Linked DNA regions of Mus musculus: region 1 is linked to region 2. Evidence: chromatin contacts called from public ChIA-PET data. All regions are on one chromosome and are shown on one strand. Each heading gives the region's core, a stretch centred on a gene start, on an enhancer-like site or on the middle of the called end of the contact. The rest is flanking DNA. Distances are from core to core; before and after follow the strand shown.

The links. ChIA-PET counts read pairs in DNA pulled down with a chosen protein or histone mark.
Region 1: an RNA polymerase II ChIA-PET map of memory CD8 T cells shows a contact between it and region 2, with 54 read pairs. The contact joins the promoter of Pex19 here to the promoter of Slamf6 in region 2. A contact is called at or near these places in 1 of 115 datasets of contacts at active chromatin or transcription factors (memory CD8 T cells) and 1 of 9 other capture datasets (liver).

The regions. Positions count from the first base shown.
Region 1 is chr1:172,122,621-172,129,053 of GRCm38.p6, forward strand. It overlaps Pex19 (peroxisomal biogenesis factor 19), which reads left to right and starts at 4,135. Exons shown (of 8, transcript NM_023041.3): 1 at 4,135-4,228; 2 at 6,011-6,120. The coding sequence starts at 4,159.
Region 2 is chr1:171,913,569-171,920,316 of GRCm38.p6, forward strand. It overlaps Slamf6 (SLAM family member 6), which reads left to right and starts at 3,894. Exons shown (of 9, transcript NM_001347186.1): 1 at 3,894-4,224. The coding sequence starts at 4,140. Gm37065 (predicted gene, 37065) reads right to left here and starts at 5,788. Exons shown (of 3, transcript NR_151536.1): 1 at 5,684-5,788; 2 at 1,232-1,474; 3 at 1-55.

The DNA of each region.
Region 1 (6,433 bases), core at 2,885-5,384, 210 kb after region 2:
CATCACTGTTCTATGTGTTTTACATATTATGTGCACATAAAAGAGAATGTGGCCATAATAAATTACATATTTACTAGAAGCATATAGTTGTCTTAGCTTCTGCTCCCATTGGGGTGATAAAACACCCAGACAAGAGCACGTTAGGGGAGACAGGGTTCATTTGACTCAATGCCATGTGGCAGTACGTCATTGCAGGGAAGGGAAGGTGGCTGAACCTGAAGCAGCTAGTCACATGATACCCATGGTCAAGAGTGGGCAGCACTGACTTCAAGCCTTCCTGCCAGTCCTCAGCCAGAGTTGTCTGTCTTTGTGAGACAGAGTCTCCCTTGACTGCTGTGGAACTTGATAATGTAGACCTGGCTGGCCCAGGACTGATGGGACTGGAGAAAAAAAGAGAAGTCTACCTCCTTTTAATAACAGCATTCTGGAGACAGGCAGAGGTAGGTAGCTTTCTCCTTTAAATTCAGGACCCCAGACCTAGCAAATACTGCTGCCCACAGTGGCCAGGTCTTTCTATATCAGTTAACAAAACCATTCTTCATAGACATTGTCTGAGGTCCTTCCTCCAGGGGATTCTAGATGGTGTCAAATTGATGGAACTATCTCAATTGTCAGAGTGTCATGCTTCTAAGAATAATTGCATAAATGATGTATTTATTATTCCTTTGATTTAAAATACATAATACAGGCCCAGCCTGGTAGCTCCATCTGTTCTAGCACTTACAAGATGGAAATATGGTCAAGGGTTTGAGACCAGCCATGCATGGTGGCACATGCCTTTAATCCCAGCAGCTGGACGACAGAATTCAAGACCAACCTGGTCCTGTCTACATAGTGGTCCAATGGCTACACAGTGAGACTCAAAAATGAAAAGCTCAAGACAAGGGACTGGCGAGGTGGCTCAGCAGCAGTTAAGAACACTGGCTGTTCTTCCAGAGTTCAATTCCCCAGCACCCACATGGTTACTCATAACAATCCATAACTTCCGTTCCATGAGATCTAACTCACTTTTCTGGTGAACGCAGGTACTGCATGCACATGGTACACAGATCTACATACAGTAACAACCAAAACATTCATATACAAAAATACCACTTTCTAAACCTAGGATAACTTCAGCTAGTTTCAGGGTTAGCCTGAATGACCTTATCTCAAAAAAAACAAAACAAAAACAAAAACAAACAAAAAACAGGCTAGTGAGGTGGCTCAGCAGTTAAGAGCAAGTATTGTACTTCCAGAGGGCCTGGGTTCAGTTCCCATCACCCAGGCAAGGTGGCTCACAACCACCTGTAATGCCAGCTTCATGGGATCTGATGTTTTCTTCTGGCTTTCATGAGCGCCTGCACTTATGTCCACAAATGCACATACAACTGCACATAAATGCACAGCTGGAGACAGCTCCATTGGGAGGGTGTTGGCCTAGTATGGCAGGGTTCTGGACTTAGTTCCCAGTACGACATATGGCATTCGACCCCTTTCCTAAAAATAGATAAGTGCAGACATTTTATTTAGTTACTGGTGATTGAACCTGGGGTTTTGCACATGATAGGCAAGTATTCTACTATTGAGCTCTCTATAGCCACAGGAAAAAGATGTTCAAAATATGTATTGGTTTCTTTGTGTTTCTTTATACAGCTTCTCCTACAGCCTCGACTGGCCTTGAACTGACCTTGAATTTTTAATCTTCCAGTCTCCCAGCTCCTTAGTGCTGAAATTACTTGAATTTTTCATTTTAATCCATTTTAAATCCTTTCCTTTTTCTTTTCTTTTTCTTTCTTTTTTTAAATTAATTTATTTATTTGTAATATGTAAGTACACTGTAGCTGTCTTCAGACACTCAAGAAGAGGGAGTCAGATCTCGTTATGAGCCACCATGTGGTTGCTGGGATTTGAACTCAGGACCTTTGGAAGAGCAATCAGTCGGTGCTCTTAACACTGAGCCATCTCACCAGCCCCTTTCTTTTTTCAACTGATAATATATCCGTGAAGTTCAGACACCAGTCTTTAGACCTTTACTGTCAGGCCAGTGACATGGCGTAGGAAGTAAGGGCACTTGGAGGTCATGACTGACAACCTGAGTTTGATCATGGAGATCCGCATGGTGGGAGGAGAGAACTTGCTCCCCAGGGCAGCACATGACCTCCACACAAGCATCATCGTGTGTAGGCACCATTCCACCTATACACTCACAATTACTGCCCAGTGGTGGTGGCACACGCCTTTAATCCCAGCGCTAGGGAGGCAGAGGCCAACTGATGTCTGAGTATGAGGCAGCCTGGTCTACAGAATGAGTTCTAGGACAACCAGGGCTACACAGAGAAACCCTGTCTCAGAGGAAAAAAAATCAAAACAAACCCAAAAAACTAACTGCCTTGTGTATCTTTTTCCTGAGCCACTCAGTTCCTATTAGTTTTCCCCAAACAGGTAACTACTTACCAGTTTCCTTATGGCCTTCAAAAAGTATATATTTATAAGTATATCACTGTGTTTTTCCCCACCTTCCTTTTATACATGGCAGGAACATAATCTTTTTTTTTTTTTAATTCAAGACATTTTAAAGTTTTATATGTGTGTTGTGTGTTTAGGTTTTCCTCATAGTATCTGGGTTATTTATGCTGATTATCAGCATTGCTGCAATGAGTAAACTGGAACATACATTGTGTGTGTGTGTGGGGGGGGGGGAGTGTGCCTGACTGAGGAGGAAAAGCTGCTCCAAAGAGCACAGGACTTTAGTGTTTTCAGATTTAAGAGTTGCTTTCTTAAATATAATCCTCAAACTAAGACTGCTTTCTCAAAAATGTGTATATTACGGGAATATTTTCTTAAGTTTTATACATTCTTCCTTCAAGGTCAGGCAAGAATCTGGCACAGCAATTCACAGCCATAATTCGGATTCTTGGAAGGTTAAAGCAGAACAATTGGCTAAAGAGCAAGATGCTGTCTCAAAAAAAAAAAAAAAAGATATCATGGTGGTTAAAGAGATGGCTTAGCTGTTTAGAGCAAAGACTGTTCTTGCAGAGGACTCAGGTTAGTTCCCAGCACCCACATCTGGTGGCTGCCAACCACCTATTGCTCTAGCTCCAAAGGGATTTGCCACTTCTTGCCAGCTGAATAGAAAAGAGAGACAGGTGTGGTGGTACACGCATTTAATGCCACCACCCTCGAGGCAGAGTCAAGAGTATTTTTTTCGTTCAAGGCCAGCCTGGTCTACAGAGTTCCAGGAAAGCCAAGGCTACATACAGAACATTCTCGATAAAACAAAAACAAGACAATCCCCCCAACACACAAAGAAAACTGAAAGAAATGATTCAAAGAAAGAATGCTTGTTTTTTAATCTGCTTAAGTAACATCTGTGTTTCCAATTCTATCTCCAGTCAACCTCTACAGGTAGGACCATCCCTGATCCACTTGTAGATTTCACTGTGCTCAGCACGATTGTATACAACAGTAGATGCTCATTATACGCTAAAAATAAATTGGATGATCTTTGTTTATCTGTTTTGTGTATATGTCAAGGAGCATATTCGGAGGTCAGAGCCAGCACATGATAGACATCTCTCCTACCACGTGTGCTTTGAGGATGAAACCAAGGTTGCTTCAATTTGGCAATCCTGTCTCAAGCGAAAAATTGCTCGTTTAATAGCTTCGTATTTTAGCTGAGCCCTGTGCTGTAATCTCTGTCCTTGGGAGGTGGAGACAGTAGGATTAGAAAACCCTGCCTGAAAACAAAACCCAGATTAAAGATTCCAGGTTAAAGATGGGGCAAGCAAAACGCAATAAACCCTCCCACCCCTTCTGACCCGCCCCCACAATACAGCTGGGCCTCATGGGTCAAGTAGTTTGGAAGTGGAGACGGGGAAGGGAGACCCCGATTTCTGGACCAGCTTGAGCAATCTATCTAGTTCAAGGCAAACCGCTGTGGCTCTGTAGCTCCAGTAGCCGAGTGCTTGCTTAATACGTGCAAGAACCTAGGTTTGAGGCCCAACCCAAGAAAAAAAACAAAAACAAAAACAAACCCAGTCTCCTGTCCCTTTAAAAATGGCGGTCCTGCACGGTAGAACGATATTATTGGCTGCTCAAGTCATGGGGGCGGGGTTGGGGCGGGGCATGTGGTGGCGCCAGTGGTTCCACCTCCTACGGCAAGTCGGAGGCAGTAAGATGGCGGCTGCTGAGGAAGGTTGCGGTGTTGGGGTCGAAGACGACCGGGAACTGGAGGAGCTTCTGGAAAGTAAGAGTGCACGATGGGAAAGACCAGAAGTATCGGGGAGAGGATCCATCGTGGGGGTTAGAGGAACTTGAGGTTTCTGAGCGGGGCGGGAGAATCTCTTCAGTGGTCAGCGGGGGAGGTGGTCTGAGTTCGACCCCGGCCCTCTTTATTAGCTGGCTGTGTCCAAACCGCACATCTCCCTGCGAAGGGGAACACTAACCGTAAAGAGCTGTTTCACGAGCCCCTTACAAACTTCTCTTGCTTTCGATTGTCGGATTGTTGTTGAGGCAAGGCTCTCTCACTCGGTATCCCAGGCTGATCTGGAACTCGCGGCAGTCTTTCAGCCTCCGCCACTGGGAGTACAGAGATCACAGGCTGGACCCACCAGGATCGCCTTCTGTAAATTATTAAAATCGCCTCTCCTTTCAGTAGCAGGATTCACAGAACAAAATAATCTTTAAGCTCCAAAGGTCCATATGTCCATGATAGTATCTTTCTTAACCCGAAACGCCTTTTTACCGCACAGTCTTTCCTCATTCTTTTACCAGACCCTTAGTTCTTTCGTGCGAGTAGTCAAAGAAGTCTCCTTTTAAAATTAGTGTGATGTTGAGAGACTGTCTCGTGTAGTTTTAGGCTGACCTCACACTCATTGAGTACTGTAGAGTGGCCCTGAACTTGTGATTTTTCCAGTCCCTTCCTCCGCATTCTCGCATGGCACCACAATGCCTGACATCCCTTATTTATCCTTTGGAGAAAACAAAGTGAGCCAGCCCCAGGGGAAAAGGTCTCCTCTTCCTGAAAAGATGGTGGACCTTCATCTCTTTCTTGGCCTTGCACTCCACTCCCGTTTCCTGCGCCAGTGAGGCCAGTGCCCTTTCCCTAGTCCTGGCAGGCAGAGTGATGGTGACAACACAGGCTTTTCAGGGCAGAGGTGAACCTTTTATCTCTTGCTCAGTCACAGCGATATAAGCAGGTAGAAAATGAACAGATGAAGTGAGGAGTGCCCAGTGACTGGCCTGGCCCAGGCTTACTGCATATGAGGCCAAGGAGGCTATAGGTGCCTGTTAAGGGCGATCTAAATTGGAGCATTATTTAAGAGTTAATACCTTCTTGTCGAATGTATCCTAGTAGTCAGAACGGTGGAAAGCCGGGTGGTATATTCTGTGCTTCCTCAACAGACGATATTAGCTAAGGCCTCAGAGTGAATTCCAAGAAATAAGGCTCTCTCTCCCCTCTTCTTCATGTTAGATGAAATGTGTAGGTTTTTGTTTGTTTGGTTGGTTGGTTTGGTTTTTCAAGGCAGGGTTTCTCTGTGTAGCCTTGGCTGTCCTGGAACTCACTCTGTAGACCAGGCTGGCCTCGAACTCAGAAATCTGCCTGCCTCTGCCTCCTGAGTGCTGGGATTAAAGGCGTGCGCCACCACGACCCAGCAGGGTTTTTTTTTTTTTTTAAGGGAATTTTATAGTGTGCATATAGAGATTTCTTTGCACAGCTTTTATTTAATTCTCTCCTCCTAATTCTGAGATGAACACTGGTTCTGTGTAAAAGGGTTTCCTTCCCAACTGGTCACAACAAACTAGATGGTTCTCAAGGAAGGTGGGAAGCCTATTGGCCAGTAGTCCAGGCAGAAGAGACACCAGAAAAAGAGAGAGAAGTCCAGGAAAGCCAGCACTTTGTATCATTATTTTCCTAAGAGTTTGTTTCAAATCACACGGCTGTCTAGCCCTTTCCACCCTCAACATCGCCACCACGTCCGTCTCTTGTCTCCGAAGGTGCTCTTGATGATTTCTCTTGTCTCCGAAGGTGCTCTTGATGATTTCGACAAAGCCAAACCCTCCCCAGAACATGCTCCGACCATCTCGGCTCCCGACGCTTCAGGACCCCAGAAGAGAGCGCCAGGAGATACTGCCAAAGTATCAATTCCCCCACTTAAGGGAGAGGGAGGATGGCCATGCAGCTCAGAGCAGGGATGGGGGGCCCTCTGGGCCAGAGGGGTGGCTGAGAGGGTGCCTTTGCCTCACACTGCTGAGTGTTCTTCCAGGCCTCAGTTCCTATGAAACGAGGACCTGTGGTTTTACGGAGGGCTAACGAGGAAAGAGGAAAGAGCGGTTTTAAGTGGTTGGCTTTGTATGCTACCTCATATTAGACCTTCAGTGGCCAGTCTTTGCTGCCCTCCGGAGAAGAGGTAGATGGAATGTTCAGTGGAGGTGCTCGTGGGAGGGGAGA
Region 2 (6,748 bases), core at 2,644-5,143:
TGGACCTTCGGAAGAACAGTCGGGTGCTCTTACCCACTGAGCCATCTCACCAGCCCTAAAGAGATATTTTTAACGTTAGTGATAAAGCATGAAAAATAACCCATCACTTGTGGCAACTGTTTTTTCAAAATGCAATTTAGCTACGAGGATGGGGATAACACCTTATTGGGCTCTTTATAATCAATGATCATTATAATCCATATGTCATTCAGTATCCTCATCCACATCTCCCCGACCCGGATAGCTCCATGGGGCTGGTCTGTGATGCCCTGCCCTGGACAAGGGAAAGCAGGCCCAAGCTGACTTGAGCCAGCTCCCTCTACCAGACAGGTTTCAGACTGCTTCCTTGGCCACCACCTCTATAATCACCCCTGATTTCTAAAAGAACTGTGTCCTGAACAATCTCTAGTCCCAGTACCCTTTCCTGCAGGAGAGAAATGGACACAGGATACTGGAGAATAACTACCCAGTCTTAGCACAAACTTTTCCACTTTTACTGACATGTCAATCACTCCTCCTTTCACCCCTTCTGTGAACTGTCACTCAGGTTTTAAGCACAGAATTTGTCCAAATTTGCTTTGGGACAATAGGCCCCATTATCTGTTCTCTCTCTCTCTCTCTCTCTCTCTCTCTCTCTCTCTCTCTCTCTCTCTCTCTCTCTCTCTATCTCTCTCTATCTCTATCTCTGGTTTTTCGAGACAGGGTTTCTCTGTAGCCCTGGCTGTCCTGGAACTCACTCTGTAGACCAGGCTGGCCTCGAACTCAGAAATCTGCCTGCCTCTGCCTCCCAAGTGCTGGGATTAAAGGCGTGCACCACCACCGCCCAGCTTCTCTCTCGTTTTTAACTTATATTTATTTATTTGTTTCTATCTTTCTTTCTTTCTTTGGGGGTGGGTGGATGCTGTGACAGTGTGTCCATGTGTAAGCCAGCAGTCATTTCTGCCCTTCTACCGTGTGGGACCAGGCATGGGACTCAGGTCCTCAGGCTTGCATCGTTACCCACTGGACCATCTCACCAGCCCAGGTTTCCCTTCTTCTAACCTCTTCCTAAATTCCTTAGCACCATATAGACACAATCTGTAGTCAGGTCCATTATGGCATATCAAATTTTATGAAGATCATGATGCAACGTCAGACTCACCAAAACCACTTGCCCTGTACCATCCTAGAATGGCTGCCGAGTCAATGTTTTTATCTCTCCTGTGAACAGAGTCCCATCTGGCCTGCTAACCTGGGCATCAAAAGCCTAGTCTTGCACACACAGTTCTCTTGACAATGTCTGCCATTCCTTTATTGTCTTCTAGTTCCCGGAGGCTCTTCTAGTCAAGGAGATGGTGATAGTAAGGCATTGCTAATTGTTCATAGAAGTCATCGATTACAGCCAGTGGTAGTAAGGCATCTCTAATTGTTCGTTCATAGAAGCCAGTTCATTTTGAATGGTCGCCCTTACATTGCCTCAAGCTATGCAGCCTGTCTGAGAGAGAGAGAGAGAGAGAGAGAGAGAGAGAGAGAGAGAGAGAGAGAGAGAGAGAGAATCAGTGATATCACTCAATTTCTCCCCTTCCACAAGGTCAAACTGATCTTATCTGCCTCCACTCGGGTCCCATGGCCTCCTAAGCCAGGTTTTGAGAAGTTCTTCTGTTGCTTATTTAAAAGTCTCTCCCAATTGAGGCAGTTTAGGGGCAAAATATCCCCTGACTAGCATAGTTTCCTGTACTGAGAAATTACTAAGGCTTTTCTCTCCATACCGAATCACTTTTTTTTTCTTTTTATGTATTAAATGTCAGACCTGAAGGCTGTCTTCCAACATTTCCATATCTTCTAACATTTTCCTGTCTCCTCACTCCTCCCTGTCTGATTCTCCTCAAGGGCGAAGATTTTTGAGTTCTAGGAAGGGCTCCCTAGCAGAGGACTCTTTCACCAACTAAAAGAAAAGGGGAAGAGGGGGAGGGGGAGGGGGAAGGGAAGTCACCATCCTCCTTTTCCCTCCGTTTTCTGCCAAATCAGAAGATAATATGGAGGATAGCATCTGTGTGTCTATTCTATTACAATTCCTCCCTCCTGCTGGCAATTCATTCTGGGCAGAAATCTCAGCCTCGGTTACATCTCTTATGGCATCCGGCAGAGACCATTTCCGTGACCTGCTTATAATCACATGCCATATTGCCACTTTCAGAAATTACAACATATTCTCTAGTCCATCAGCCTCCTTGGGGGCTTTCCTGTACTTGAATCACAGGCCACATTCATAAAGGGGATATGCAACCATATACCATAGAGGAAGACAGCCACCCTGGGTTTCCCCTCCAAGATGTCCATCGGCTTCAGTTGCATGTCTTACTCATATCAGACACACAACTGGCACTACAGCAAGGAGGCACAAGTTCCCATATAACCAGAGAAGAGTAATCATATACGGATTGCCGAATGGATGTTCCACCTTCGGTTGGATCATGCACTGTAGCCTGTGTCTCACACATAGCAGAGGGTCATGTGACCCCTCCTCTCAGACACAACTTTGTTTTGTTTCTCCCGGTTCAGGCACCAATTGTGACTCCCCCCCCCCCCCTGGGGAGATTTGAGCAAGTATCTCTAATCACCTCATATAGGACTGAGAACAAAACAAAGAAACAGCCCTCACAAGTCCGGATTAGTTCTTTGAGGTTACTGACAGGTGCACGGATGAGGGGTTATCTGTAGGCGTGGGGGTGGTTCAAAGGCATTTGCATACCTGACAGCCCACTCTCAGAGCACCATCAATGACCTAATACTTTTCTACTTGGACCTTCTCAAAGTTGCCACCACATCTGCATCAACATACTGGAGACCAAGCCTCCAGCATCCGAATCTTCCGAGGTCAGAACCACAGGGATTGGGGCAAAAAAAAATAACAACTGAGCCACATTATAAACGAGTAAGATCTGACAAGCATTACAGAAGATGGCACAGACAAGGTGAACATTTTCTCAAGTGCGTAGAGAGGACACGATTTAAGTCTCTCTAAAAATTTCTAAGTTAAAATCATTCAAGGTATTTCCTTTCTTTTTCAAGGTATTCTTCTCTCATATATATTACATCCCTGACAGCAGTTTCCCTCTCTCCTCCCTCCCAGTCTTTCCCCTCCCCCCTTACTTCCCCCAACACCTCCCTCAGCCCCCTCCATCCAGTTCTCTTCCTTTTCGCTCCAGAAAAGAGCAAGTCTCTCAGGGATATCAACCAAACAAGGCATATCCAGTTGCAATAAAACTAGGTACCTCCCCTCATAAGGACTAGGCAACCCAATAGGAGGAAGAGTCCCAAAATCAGGCAAGAGTCAGAGACAGCCCCCTATCCCACTGTTGGAAGTCCTACTAGAAGACCAAGCTACATAATCATTATATATATAATATATATATATATATATATATATATATATAGCACCTAGGTTAGAACCATGCAGGGTCCCTAGTTGCCACTTCAGTCTCTGTGAGCGCCCCATGAACCCAGGCTAATTGATTCTGTAGGTTTTCTTGAGGTGTCCTTGACCCCTTTGTCTCCAACAATCCTTCCTCCACCTCTTCTGCAAGATTCCCCAAGCTCCACAGGATGTTTGACTCTGGATCTCTGCATCTGTTTCCATCAGTTGCTGGGTGAAGCCTCTCTGATGACAACTGGGCTAGGCTCCTGCCTCAAGTATAGCAGATTTGTTTTGCTATGGTTGGTTTGTTTGTTTGTTTGTTTGTTTGTTTGTTTGTTGTGTCTCTGGGCTATCCAGCCTCTGCTTCATGGCTCTCCACACAGTATCAGGAGTGGGCTCCCCGTCCTGGCATAGGTCTTAAGATGGACCAGTCACTGATTGGCCACTCCCACAATTTCTGTGTCACCTTTACCCCAGCACATCTTGCTGGCAAGACAAATCATAAGTAGAAGGTTTTTGTGGCTGGGTTGGTGTCCCAGTCCCTCCACCAGAAGTCTTGCCTGGTTACAGAAGATGGCCCGTTCAAGTTCCACGTTCCCTACTGCTAAGAGTCTTAGCTTACAAAAGATATTCTTGTAAGCCAAGTGTGAAGTTAATCACGACAACCAAAGGTTTGCTAACATAGAGGAAGAGCTCTCATCAATAGGGGAACAGAAAGTCTCAGCGACAAGCTTATGAAAGAATGGCTGTCTCAAGGGCTCCAGCACCCGACTCCGCCTGTCAGAGGATGGTCTGGCTCTTTCCACTTGTCTTCTGCCTCGGCTCAGGTAAAAAACGTCTGTGGAAACTGATTGAGTCACTGAGTGAGTTCCTTCTTTGGAATGCCTTGCTCCTCTTGGTCAGGTTGACTGCCCAGTTCTCTATTCAGAGACTTAGAAAGCTCACCGTGGTCCTAGCGAACTGCTTCCCGCAGACTGCCACGGGACTGATTCAGAGCAAACACTTCGGCTGGGGGCCAAGGGGAAGGGAAGTGTTTTCTGAGATATGGAAAATGAGTCTTTGTAAGTCAGGACTGTTCGTGACCAGCGTATTGTGGTACAAAAATAAGTTTAAGCGGGAAAAAGATCTACAATTTAACTACTGTGATACTGTGCGACTTCAGGGGGCTTCATTATCTTTCCCGAGCTTCACTCTTCGCTCAGATACTGAAAACCCACCAACGCTTTCACACTGCAATTAGGAAGGGATTGACTGAGCCTGCTTCTTCTCCCTGCTATCTGGAAAGCTCTCACTGTCTTTAAGAACTCAGAGGGTGCCTATCTGGACTGAAGCGTAGTGTTCTAAAACAGGAGATCAAGCAATGGCTACTAACACAGACCTAGCCCCGAGAGAATTCATTGAAGAAAAAAAAAAAGAACCAATAGGTAGCCTAGCATTTATTTTATTCCAGAAAATGAGCTAATTATTAAACATGCATTACATTTAGATGTCCATAACGTGTTTGTGAATTTATTCTATTAATAGCTACAAGTAACTTAGACTATGGCAATTTAAATAACTTTTGAAAATTCTATTAGTCATCAGGTAGCTGAAAAAAACCAATAAAAATAAAAACAAATCACTTGACTAAAACTTTCAGTAACAAACACCTGTGTGCATGCACACACACAAACCAAGACATACTGCAGATATAGAGCTATCTAGACAAATTGACAACAGAAAGAAAAAGAAAGCAAGGTTCATTAAGTCATTTGATAAACCATTCACTAAATGACCACTGAATGCACGGCACTGTGGGCGTTTCAGGAACTAAGTCAACACAATTTCTGTTCTGCGGAATTAACGTCTTGGCAGGGAAGATAAACTATAAACAGGTAAAATGTGCACTGGCTTAGGACAAATAATCTTGAAAAAATAAAGCAAAGAGAGAGGAGGGAGAACATTAACGTTGCGTCGTAGGCTGGACAGTCAAAGATAGGGATAGAATTAGGATGGAGGAGCTGACACAGGAGGAAGGTCGGCTCCTTTTCTGATCTATTTGTTTTATGTTATCAATGCAATGGCCAAGAGGAAATTTCCTGGAAGCAGGTGGAAACTGAGGCACAAGGCTAAAGCTGGGAATAGAGACTACGTCAAACTAGGAGGATTAGGAATGTGGACAGAATTTTGGAAAATGCATAAAAGATGCAGAAAAAGATGAGAATTCTTTTACTCCCATCCATCCACGTTGCCTTTTCTTAGCCTGATTCCAGCCAGTGACTTGAGCTTTTAACCTCACTCTGTTACCTCTATAAAGCTGGATAATTTCTGGGTGTCCCTCCTCCACATCTCTGAGGATTCTTCTTTTAACAAGACTGTGACATATCGGGCTCGGTCCCCGTGTGCGGATGTGGATCAGAAGAGGAAAACAGAGCCTAAGTAACAGTTTACTGCCACACAGCTGTGGGGGGAGGGCTTGGAAGAAAAGAACACAGTTGACTGCATCTGCCAGAGAGAGATGCAGGTGGCCAAAAACCCCTCAGTGGAGTGGAACCGTGCTTACCAGGGTGGAAAGTGGAGAGTCTGGTTCCAGGGCAGAAGTAAGCAGGGACACCAAAAATAGGAGAACCTCTCTGGACTGGGTGTTGAGGAAGAACTTTCTGGAATAGGTGAAATGATCTGAGACGTTAAATAGGGAAGGATTCTAATAAAGAAGCATGGGAGGGAGATGGAAAAGGGGGAGGGAAGAATTCGGAGGGATTGGGGAAAGACAAGACCACTGGGGCAAGTTTGTAGGACAAAGAGATGCTCTCTGAGAAGAAGGAGATGTCTCACTCACTACAAGTTTTCAGGTAGGTGAGACACATCCTGATTCCATATGAGAGTCTCAGCTCAAAAATAAGCCATATTGAAAAACGTTTGTGTGCATGTCCGGGGTTTACTTGTTCCGTGTGTCTTTCATGACTTTTTCTCTGCCTTTAGTTTTTAAGACCGGACTCTCAGTGAACTTGAAGCTTGTTCATTTGGTGGGTTGACTGGCCAGTCAGCCCCAGGGAACCTCCTCCCCAGTGCTGAGATTAGAGCAATAGATCAGTTCACTTAGCTTTTTACTTGGCTACTGGGATCTGAACTCAGGTGGTCCTGCTTGTGTGGCAAGCACTTTGCCAACTATGCATTACCCCAGCCCGCTTCATTCCCTTTAACTCATTCCCTTGGAGGCAAAACTAACCCATCCACCATGTGATGTGGCAGTTGCACTCTTCAATGCACAGCAAGTACGCTTCTATTGCCTTGCACAAGACTAGGCCTAACACCATCCTGCCATGTAGGATGACCAATCCTTCGTGTCAAGACCAGTCAGGCCCACCCCTC